Linked DNA regions of Mus musculus: all the other regions are linked to region 1. Evidence: chromatin contacts called from public HiChIP or PLAC-seq and promoter capture Hi-C data. All regions are on one chromosome and are shown on one strand. The core of a region is the stretch at or near the end of the contact, and the rest is flanking DNA. Distances in the headings are between cores, read along the strand shown.

The links. Promoter capture Hi-C pulls out the DNA fragments that hold promoters and counts their contacts. HiChIP or PLAC-seq counts read pairs in DNA pulled down with a chosen protein or histone mark.
Region 2: a promoter capture Hi-C map of pre-B cells shows a contact between it and region 1. The contact joins the promoter of Pnkd here to the promoter of Smarcal1 in region 1. A contact is called at or near these places in 2 of 39 promoter capture datasets (liver and pre-B cells) and 1 of 9 other capture datasets (adipose tissue).
Region 3: an HNF4G HiChIP or PLAC-seq map of pancreatic cancer cells shows a contact between it and region 1. The contact joins the promoter of Usp37 here to the promoter of Smarcal1 in region 1. A contact is called at or near these places in 2 of 39 promoter capture datasets (liver and pre-B cells), 1 of 484 Hi-C or Micro-C datasets (pre-B cells) and 1 of 115 datasets of contacts at active chromatin or transcription factors (pancreatic cancer cells).

Annotation. Positions count from the first base shown.
Region 1 is chr1:72,581,409-72,585,227 of GRCm38.p6, reverse strand. Smarcal1 (SWI/SNF related matrix associated, actin dependent regulator of chromatin, subfamily a-like 1) reads right to left here and starts at 1,977. Exons shown (of 17, transcript NM_018817.2): 1 at 1,790-1,977.
Region 2 is chr1:74,283,585-74,287,081 of GRCm38.p6, reverse strand. It overlaps Pnkd (paroxysmal nonkinesiogenic dyskinesia), which reads right to left and starts at 2,048. Exons shown (of 10, transcript NM_001039509.1): 1 at 1,945-2,048; 2 at 1,072-1,240. The coding sequence starts at 2,011. Aamp (angio-associated migratory protein) reads left to right here and starts at 2,344. Exons shown (of 11, transcript NM_146110.3): 1 at 2,344-2,579; 2 at 3,041-3,196. The coding sequence starts at 2,459.
Region 3 is chr1:74,504,288-74,507,726 of GRCm38.p6, reverse strand. Usp37 (ubiquitin specific peptidase 37) reads left to right here and starts at 1,906. Exons shown (of 24, transcript NM_001310662.1): 1 at 1,906-2,067. It overlaps Cnot9 (CCR4-NOT transcription complex, subunit 9), which reads right to left and starts at 1,667. Exons shown (of 8, transcript NM_021383.5): 1 at 1,266-1,667. The coding sequence starts at 1,289.

The DNA of each region.
Region 1 (3,819 bases), core at 728-3,227:
GCTCCAATAGCCTGTTTCCAACCTGGAAGAAGGAGATAGAGCCTCAGAGAGACTGCACACTAAATTTTCCCCTTGCCTTCCATCCTCACTACATTTCTGTTGAATCTGCAGGTGACCAAATGCAAGCTAGAGCAGCTGGTCCTAGAGCCTGACTTCCAACATGCAAGAGCAAAATGACTCTTGGAAAAATAAGGGGACAAAGGGGAGAACTGGGGACAAGGGTCACTGTGCCAAATTCAGACAGAAGACATAAAGGGTTAAGTTCAACTCAACCAACACACATCACCACCACTCAGAGCACAGCATAGTTCTGAACTTTTCTTGCCACATATTTGGAAAACACAGGTATTCATTACAGCGTAAGATCATACATTTATTCTGTACTGTGATTTCATTTACCCTAGACATTTTCCTATAGGCTGAACCAGTTTTACAATGCTCTAGATGCAGGGGCCTGAACACCAAATTCTCTGGCTGGGTCTGACTTAAGCCTTACCCAAATAGCACTACCTTATAATGTTACAGGATAGTTGAACTTGAGTTTCTAGTTAGGGTTTGGCCCAGCCCTTGACACATTCCCTCTGGCTGGAATACAGATATGCCTTTAGTACTCACCTTTGACTCCAAAACAATGAAGGTAAAGTTAGTTTGTAGGAGAAAGCACCCATGTTGAAAACGATGTCTAATTGAGTGGCAGACAAAGTGACGAGAATCAGAAAGATTTGACAGAATAGGATATGCCCAACTCTCATGAGGAACGGGAAGCCACTTAAGGGAGAGACAGACAGTGCAGGAGGAGAGAGTACAGCACAGGATACGGTAGAGTTGAGAGAAAGAGTAGAGCAGCAGAGAGGGAGGCGGAGGCAGTTTTACCGGGAGAGCTTTACAGAGACAGGCTGAAGAAAGAACAGGTCAGACACAGGTAAAGATAGAATGAGCAAGAGAATGAGAAGGAGCCAGAAGATTAGAACCAGATTCCTAGAGTTTGAGACCAAACAGAGCAATTCAGAGGCGGAGAGAAAAGCCAGACTGAATCAGTCAGCTGGGGAAAGAAGTCTGAGCCAGAACAGCTGAGTTGAACCAGCCAGCTAGAGTTCAGAAAAAACACGAAAGGGTGAGTTTATTCAGCAGCAAGTCTCAAGGGGCTGAAAACATTCAAGGCCCAGATCAGAATATAAGGAGGCTAGAAGCTTCCAGGACTAGGCCTAGGTTAGCAGATGGAGGCAGTGAGCCTCCCAGACAACTACAACAGGATAAAAGTTACTTTTATATTATAATGATTGTAACATAGGAAATACTCCAGTAGCACCGCCAGCCGTCAAAGAAAGCTCTAGACTCTTGACTTCAGAGGGTTTACATTTTAATCCTTGCTAAGACTCCCTTTAGACAAAGCACCCCAAAACATCTCCTCTCACAGATGTTACACTCAAGCCTGCCAGCCAGCAGCAATGAAAACTCTCAGCCTTGTATTCAACTAGGGTTATACCTACCAAGGCCTAGTATGCTGACTGACCCAGTTGGGGAGATGAGACCACGGAATGAGAGGTCCAACTAATAAACCATAAACCACAAATGCACACCACCACATAGACATTCCTCTTTGCTGAGACCTGGGCTTCCCTTCCCTTCCTGTGCACATCCTGGGTGCCTGAGAAAAGGGGACGCCCCGCCCCACTTTGCCTCTAGCATTTCCACTTGGATCTTCCCGTCCCCACTGCTCCCTCCTCTTGCCGTATTTGGTCTCGTCCGTCTCCAATGCTGCTACCTCCTTCGCAGCCCACTTTCTTACCTAGCGAGGCCAGTAAGGTGAGGCACCTTAGCAGAACAGCCCTAGACCAGGAGCGTCTTTCAGAGCCTTGCCTAGGCAGTTTTCGCTTCTGGTTGGACTGTTAGAGGAACTAGAATTCAAGCGCTACAATTTCACCCATCTTGGAGCGGGCCATTGGCATTTGAATGGCTCGGCCACCGTCGAACTACATTTCCCAACAGCCAGTACGGCCGCAGATCCCGGTCATAAATTGTGGGTGATAGTACACTTGGTGTAGGGCCTTCTGGGGTTTGTAGTTTGAATCGGAAAGCCTGCCCATTGGAGGTTGGTGAATTTGAGAGGCGTAACGTTGTGGGCGGGTCAAGGTGTGGTGCACCCTGGGAGTTGTAGCTCTCAGTTTCTCCAAACATTTAATCAGGCGTAAGGAAGGCTGAGCGTTCAGTGTCAGGGGTGTCTCCAGACATGTCAGACAGCCAGATTGATTTGATACTTAATAAAGATTTTCCTGGCACACCCGTTTCTAATAGTGCCGTCCTTATAAGCCCCAGCCGCTGCTGAGTATCTGCTTTCCTAGACCAAAGAGGAATTGAAATTTTTAGAGCCTCCATCAGTCAGCGTGCTGATCATTAATAGGAACTTAAGTTAATCCGAACTACAACCTATGAAACATAGACAGTAACTCATGTAACCCAGACTTGTCTAAGAACTCACCCTGTACCAGAGGATGTCTTTCCTGCCTCCACCTCCTACAGACTTGCACCATCATAAGATTATTATTATATCTTTTTTTTTTTTTCCTCAAAAGGCAGGATCTTAACATGTATCATTGGCCTAAAACTGACAGAGATCCTTCTCTGGAGTGCGATTAAAGTTGTGCACCACACACCCAGCTCCATTATCCTCATTTTATAAATGAGAAAACGGAACTAGGACTGGTCCACAATTTTCTCCAGGCTGTATTTAGCTACTTTGTTATTCTGATTCCAAAGCCCTCCCATCTATCAGATACTATCAAGGTTACTTGACTCCATTTCTGAGCACAGCATTCTTTCTGTCCTCCAATGGTTGAATATAATATTCTTCTATCATCAGCGTACACGGAAAGGTTGAAACGATTCTGTTTTCAAACAGAGCTCATTGCAAAGAGATAGATCTCTGAATACAGAGTTAATTGGGGAAATGACCAGACATTTAGGGAAATGTGATGTGTTTTTTAATAAGAAGAGACGATGAGGTGGACTGCAGTAAGATATCATGAACACAGGAGCTATCAAAATAGCAGCCCACAACAGGAGGAAGAGGAATGTTGCTAGTGTTGGCTATTCATGCCAACTCAAGGGGCAGGGGAAGGCTTTCAGTGCCTGAACTCTTGTAAAAGTATACTTTGTAAAGGTTATAAACCCTCAAGGCACACAAGTGGCCAGGCTCTGCCCTGCAGATGTCACTAGTGGTTGTACCAGTGTAGCTGGAGAGGGTTCAAGCCCCACCCTACAAGGAAAAAAAAATCCCACCAATCCTTGAGTCCCAGGCCACTCTGGAAATCCCACCCACCCTCTAGAAATCCTATATAAACCCTGCATTCTGCCCAGTCCTTTGCTGCTTCTCACTGGAGCAGAGGCAGCTGCCCTCCTGAGTTCCCACCTTCCAAGAAGTCTATTGTGGCAAGTTTGTTGTGTGGTGTGACTCTGTGGTATTCCCAACTGCCAGGATTCCTTTCCCTTCAGAGCTGTAACATTTTGGACAGAGCAGAGCTTTGGCAAAACACTTTGCCTGGAGAACTATCCCCTTCTGGAGCAGAGCTATAACACTTGCATTGGGGAATCTTTCCAGGCAGCTATAAGAACTTGTGTAGCAGAGCCTTTTTCCTTAGAGCTGCAACACTTACAGCTAGTATTTGAGGTAAATCTTATATCTTTGGTTTTCCCTACTACTCAGCATCCATTTCCTGCTTCACAGTGTGAACAGCTACTAATTAGCCAGCACCTGTCTTGCTCTTCCTATCCCCTGCAGAGACAGTTAATTTCTTAAGACCAAGTGCTGTGCCCTTCATC
Region 2 (3,497 bases), core at 799-3,298, 1.7 Mb before region 1:
GGAGATGTGTACCGGGTTTGGGCAGGGACTGGCACTGAGCCAGAGGAGCTAGAAGAATCAGGCCAGCTTTGTCACTTGTACAAATGCTGTGGTGAGACATCTTACGTCTACCTGTCCTTTGTGCTGAGTGCTGGAGGGACCCCACAAACCAGAGCCTCCTGCTGCTGCCTGCTTTAGACAACCGTAATAGTGCTCTATTACATCCTAGCCAACTCCAAACTCCTAGGCATAGTACTCAAAGCCCAGTGTGGTCCTACCTACCTCTTCATTTCTCCTCTGACGGCTGATATTCATGAGTCTCTTCACTTGTGTTGAATGCTTCTGTGTGATAGCCTAAGTAGCCCAGGCTTGCTCTGAGTTAGCAAAGGACCTCCCTGCATACACTGTCTCATGTCCCGTGCCAGACCTCTTTATTTTTCTTTATGGTGTTAAGCTTGTGCACAACCACTAAGGTACATCGACCAACTCTCAGTCTTAGCAGCTACAACTGAAAGAGGGCATTGGTAAGGGCCAAAGAACAGGAAGCCACAAGAGCTGGTGACAATCACAGCTGGGAGCCTCTGTTCCCTCCTTGGAGGGATGGAAATGCAAGGTTTACCTCAGAAAGCTTCAAACGTTATATGGCAAAGTATTGTCATACCTCAGACATTGGATGGAAAAAAATGTTAATTTCCCTTCCTTTTACTTTAGTGAGTGATAATCAGTAATATGTATTAAGGCCAGAATCAGATCCACAGAATTCACAGAAACACGTCTAGCTTCTACACAACGCAATCTGACACTTAATTACTGGGATTGGAATGTGACCCCTGCTCCCAAAGGGAAGGATGAATCCAGTGACTCAAATTCAAATCAGATCAGCTCAATTTGCTCCACAGAAAAGCCACTATCCCCCAATTTTACATATTTTTCCACCCTAGCCCCCCCCCCCCTTCTGAGAGTCCATCCCTTGACTCCAGCAATTTCCTTCCCTTGGATTCAGCTCTCCACCCGCATTTCAGAGAAGTTTCTAGGTCCCCACACCTTTCAATGCACTCCCCACTGGTAGGCAAAGGGAGCAGTTAAACTCACCAGGCTAGCCCCACGGCTTTCATGGGGTTCTTGCCCCTCTTTCTGGGAATGTATTCTAGCTCAGGGGAGAGGGGCTCGGGCTCCTCCTTGCATTCTGGTGAGCTGTGGCTCTGCAGTGCTCTGGTCCTGTTCTGGGAAGCCTTGTTAGCTGTGGCTCCAGAGAGGATCCCTGTGAATGAAAGTATGGCATGTCAGTATGGGAGATGAGGAAGGGGAGTGACTGCAGTCTGGAGTAACAAGTGCAGTGAAGAATCTAAAGAGAAATGGGAAAATCGCCATCGGGTGACACCTTTGGAAGGCTACTTAAACGTCACTGCGGGCTCCTCACCCTGGTGCCAAGGCAGTGAGCTTCGCTGCTGTTCTATTCAGAAGTCAGGCTGGGAAGGACTGCAGAGGAACTCACCGGAGACATACGTATGAAGGAAATCCGGGGAACTGTTTTAAAACTGCAGGACCTTAAGCTATCCTTAAGGATAACTAACTCCATCCCGTCGAAGAGGAAGCTGAAGCCCGAAGACGAGCTGCTTCGCACAAGGTCAAACCGCTAATTACTCAGTGCTAGAACTCAAGCCTCCAGATGCCCAGGGCTCTTTCCTCTGCACTGCGGTGAGTGTGAAACCCCTGGGGCGCGGGAGTCTAAAGGTTTCTTTGGTACCCTCTCTAGCAATAAGACCCTAGACACGCCGCGCAACCTAAACGCAGGAGTTGGACTGGGTGACCTCTAGAGCATCTTTTCACCCCCAGACTCTCTAAGATCTTGCAGAGAGGTGTGGGCAGCAATTGGCATGCTGACTTCCTGCTGTCGCGCTGGGTGGGATATAAAGGAAACGGAATCTTTTAAAACCCTGCCCTCCCGAGGGTCCCTCTCCTTACCCCGGAGGACGCGGGCATTTCTCGCCCCCCGGCCCTTCAGCGCCGTAGCAGCTACCACCGCCGCCATGTTCGGGTCCCACCCCCCTTCACTGCGCTCCCCGTCGGGAATTGTAGTTTGCGTAAGGGGCCTCCCCCGCGCCTTCCGTCCTGCCTACAGAGCAAAAACTACATTTCCCAGAAGTCCGCGTAGCGGGCCCCGGAGAACTACTCCTCCCAGGAGACCCTGGAGGCGCGCACGCTCGCTTGTTTCCCTTCAGCTGGGGGCGGAGTCATGTAAGGTGGAGCTTGGGCTCTCCCGCCACGCCCCGGCCTGGTCATCCTAGTTCTGCCTTATGATTGGCGGCTCTGTTAGTCCACCACTGTCGCCATTGGCCCGGATGCCGTCGCTCTTTCGGCCGGGAGTCACCTACGCCTACTTCCTCCCGGGAGGAGGGGCTCGAGTTCCGCGTCGTCGCGCAGAGCTGACTCTGGGAGGCGTTTGGGCCCAGAGAAGTGGATCGGTAGCTTTCGCCGCATGGAGTCCGAATCGGAGAGCGGAGCGGCCGCTGACACCCCGCCTCTGGAGACTCTGAGCTTTCACGGAGATGAAGAGATCATTGAGGTGGTAGAGCTGGATCCAGGCCCGCCGGACCCGGGTGAGAACTGACGCTCCTGAGGCCACGGGACAAGAGGCGCTCACCCCTGGCCTCTGACCCCTGCTTCTCCCCAGTCCCCCCTCCCCCCTTCCCTACCGGTCGTTCCTACCGACATTTCTCTCCCAGACCTCCTCCCCTACCCCCCACCTTTAGTTTCTAGGCCTGGCTGGGTGGGGGTTCCCTGACGCCTCCCCTAGCCCTTCCCCTCACACACCCCCTTCCCATCATGCCCTCTGTCCTCTCTTCCCACACGGTCGCTGGCCAACACCAGATCTTCAGACCTAGCCTCTCTCCCCCTCCCCGCCCCCCAAGTGCTCTCTTCCTGCTCGGTACGTGTGAGACAACATCTTAACCTTTGGCCACACGACCCACCCTAGCTTCACCTTTTTCATTCTTTAACCCTTACCCCATTCCTTGTATTATCTTTGGAGCTCCATCTTTTAACGCTTCTCTCAAAGCAGATGATCTGGCCCAGGAGATGGAAGACGTGGACTTTGAGGAAGAGGAAGAAGAAGAAGAGGGCAATGACGAGGGCTGGGTCTTGGAACCCCAGGAAGGGGTGGTCGGTAGCATGGAGGGCCCGGATGATAGTGAGGTCACCTTTGCATTGCACTCAGGTAGGCCTTTGAACATCTCAGATCAGTGCAGATGGGCTTTTGAGTATGGCCTGTTGGTCCTAGGCAGCTATTATAAGAGACCAAAGTGAAAGCCACCTACTTTGGCCTGCAGGATATTCAAAGGAAGGGCCATAGGGCACTGGGGTTAAGTGTGACCCCTGGGTTCAAATCCTACCTCTGCTGTTTAGCAGTCTGTCAGCTTTGTTAGCTTTCTGGATCTTGGTATTCTTTAAAATATATATATATATATATATATATATAAAATCTTGTATGAAAGTGAATGGAAGTAACCTAAGTGGAA
Region 3 (3,439 bases), core at 657-3,156, 1.9 Mb before region 1:
TTTCTTTTTGGTCAGGATATCACTATGCTATCATGGTGGCCTGAACTTTCCATATAGACCAGGCTGGCCTCAAAATTCACAGAAATCCCAAGCACGGCTGTCCTAAATATTTCTTTTTATACTTGAAGTTAAGGTAGTTTTTCATATTTTATTTAGTCATTATGTTACGTTGTCTCATAATGTAATCTAAATACATTATTTTCCTGATAGCATTTCCCCTTGGTGAAACAAAGTGAAACTGGCCTTTGGAAGTGTCTTTAAACTATGCTGCTTCCAGTATGGTTGTGAGTGTAGCCATTCAGTCAGCATTATTTGAGTGCTTACCTTACTGTAGTAGGAACTGTCCCAGTGGTGGGGAAAACAAGTGAACAGGCCTCACCAAATACTTGCCCCTGACTTACAGAGTACAGACAACCCACAAGTAAAAGTAAAATAAAATATAAAAGTCTAGTAATTAAACCGTGGGATCGGTGCTCTATATGAGAAAATGTTGGGGTTACAAGCTACTATGAATATGGTCGGAAAAAGTCACTCTGAGGTAAACTTGTGTGTATGTATGGAGGCAGAGTCCTAAGAAAGACATTCCAGGTAGAGAATATGTAACAGAAAAGTTCATATACTTCTTGGTCGGAGCTTAGGGAGCAAGTGACAAAAACCAAGCCCATAAACGTGACTAAGGACCACATCATACAGGGCTTGTAGGCCAGGGAAGGAGTCTACTTTCTCTAAATTTAACCGAAAGCCATAGTACGACTCTAGGGAGGTATAATACATGATTTGCTTTTCTTGTTAAAAGATAAAACGCGAGGCGTGAGGAAGTCTTTCCTCATGCAAAAAGCAAGTGGCTTGAGCTAGAAGCCCATTTCCGAACCACTGAGATGTGCCTAGGCGAGGAAGTCTAGGATCACGGGACCAGAGCGAATGGCCGTGGCAGTATCCTCATCCCCGCCGACGCCCAGCATTCACAACCCGCGTCCAGATAAACTGACGCCAGGCGCAAAGGAATCAATGAATGGCCTGCTGGGGCAGCGCGGGGCGCGGGACCAGGCCTTGGCGCTGGCAAACAACGCGAGAGGCCGCGCGCCAGGCCAGGAGAGGGGGCGGGAGGGGATGAGAGGGAACAGCGGGGGTCCGGCTCCGCCACGGTCGGCGTGTGGAGACCCCCAGACCTTGCGACTAGGGGCAGGAGCAGCTGGACTCAGGGCCCGGATCTGGGAGCTAGAAAACAGGCTGAGACGGACATCCGAGCGGGAGCAACCACTCACCGCTGCCGTTGCCAGGCTGTGCATGTTTGGAGCGGCCGCCGCACTCCTCCTCCCGCCGGACGCACCGGACCCGCGTCCCAGCTTCAGCGGCTCTGATGCCCAAGATGAAGTGCCGCCATCCGCCTCCGCCTCGCTCCGCCCCCTTCGCGGGCCTTTGACCTCTCACCTCTGACCCTCCGCCCACCCAGCCCTTTCCCGCCTCCCGGACCTCGGCCTAGCAAATAATCTCAAAGTATGTTCTTTGAACCTTCAGATTCGGGATCAAAATGACGTCTGCAAACTACTGGCCCTCGTATCCCCACAGCATCGCAGGTAAATCCTTTGAGAGACGTGAACTCTGACTTTCTCCCGAAGGCCAGACAAGGGCGGGAAAAGGCCAGCAGGCTTGGAAGGACACGAATTGCGCATGCTCAAGCGGTTGCGCGTGAGGAAAATGGTAGGAGGGCCAAAGTTGGTAAAGTGGACGGTGCGCATGTGTATTACAGTGTCGTCACGGCGGGGGCGGGGCCGCCCGGGTTAGGGGCTGGGCATGGTGAGGGGCAGAGCGAATGCTTGAGGGGCGGGACTTGCGCGCTTACGCGCACGCGCCTGGACTGGTTGCGTCGAGAGTGCGTGCGTCCGTACGTGTTTGCGTGTAGTCATAGTTCCCGCCATCAGCGGGTTTAGGTGTGCTAGGAGAGAGACCGGCCTCGCTCTCTGGGGCTAGTAGAGCCCCTTCCTTCCGAGCCTTTCGGCTCCACCCCCTCCGCGGGAACTTTGTGCTTCCGGCAAGCTTGTCCGGAGCTGGGACCCTCTAGCGCAGGTAAGACGAGCCGGGACAGCTTCTGAATTGAGCCGTTTTCCCCGGCACCCCCACCCCACCCCTGCGGTCCGCCCACTCGGCGTCCACTTCAGAGTTCTCCCGGCTGCTGCTTAGCCCGCCCCGGGTCCTTGGATACCCAATGCCTTACAGGTGCCCCGTTCGAGTGTTGCCCCCTTTACTTCTCCTTTAACGCGTCCGTGTTGTCACTTGCTTTCTGCATTCTAAATCTGGCCTCTCTTCACCAAGGTTCAGGTGGTCTCAGCGTACCTCCCTGCAAGGCCTGCTGTCTTTACAGGTGACTTTGTTGCCACATATCCATTAAAACCTTGACTGCGATATTCACACGCCCGCTTGACCATTCTTTACTTTCCTACTCCTCTTAGACATTACTCGCTGAAAGGGAGTGTAATTTTTGTCGTGCCTTTGGTTGCTACCCATATCTAGCCAGGACACTGACGGTGTCTATTGAACCAATTTTAAATCAAAATCTGGAGAAAAATAAAAAGGTAATAAAGTTCCGTGTCGTTGGAGAGTTGTACTGTAGTGTTTTTCAGATATTCCTTTGGCGAGTTAACAGTACCTGATGAGTCTATAGTTGAAAGAACTAATCTAAGAGGGAATGTTAAGGGGGCATTTTGGTTTATTGTGTTAAGTATTAGAGGAGGCTTCTGGGCCAGACAGATAGGCTCTAGTGTGTTTGTATGATGTTTGTCATTTGTCATGTTAATATTTGGGTGAATATTCAAAAGAATAGTGTTGCATACTGGCAAAAGGAAAAGGAGGGACTGAAGACCCAAGGACAGATGTAATCAGTTGGTAAGAAATTTTGTCAGGGTAAATGATTTGGTTTTGGACTGGGGTTCTCCCCTGTTGTACTTCCATTTCTCTCTAAGCTTTAAATTCTGCTATATGTTGATAACTTGAGATTTTCTTATTTTCAGCTCCATATTCAAATAGCCAACTGTCTGCTTAACATCTCAGCTTGATTTTTTCTCCCCTTAGGAATTTCAAATATGATACCTTTAAAAACTGGAGTCAATCTGTCTCTTGTACCCAAATTCTCTCCTTTCCAGTGTCCACTACACCACAAGCGGCATGCATGTCCATTTTGATGACACATAGCCATTTGTTCAGTGACACTGGGTAGAAGCTTGAGAAGCAGTCTTGATTTCTTCATCCTATGTGTTCATATCCTTTCCAAGTTCTGTTTTACTTCTAATATATGTTTTGCATTTATTTCTGACCTTCTTCACTTTGACTTTTCTAATTCAAACCACAGTTCTTTTTCATAGGGACTTGATCTCCCTTATTCCTATTCTCACCTGTAGAATAGGAGTAAGAGTTCTTAGCTTACCTGGGTAATGGGAGGCAG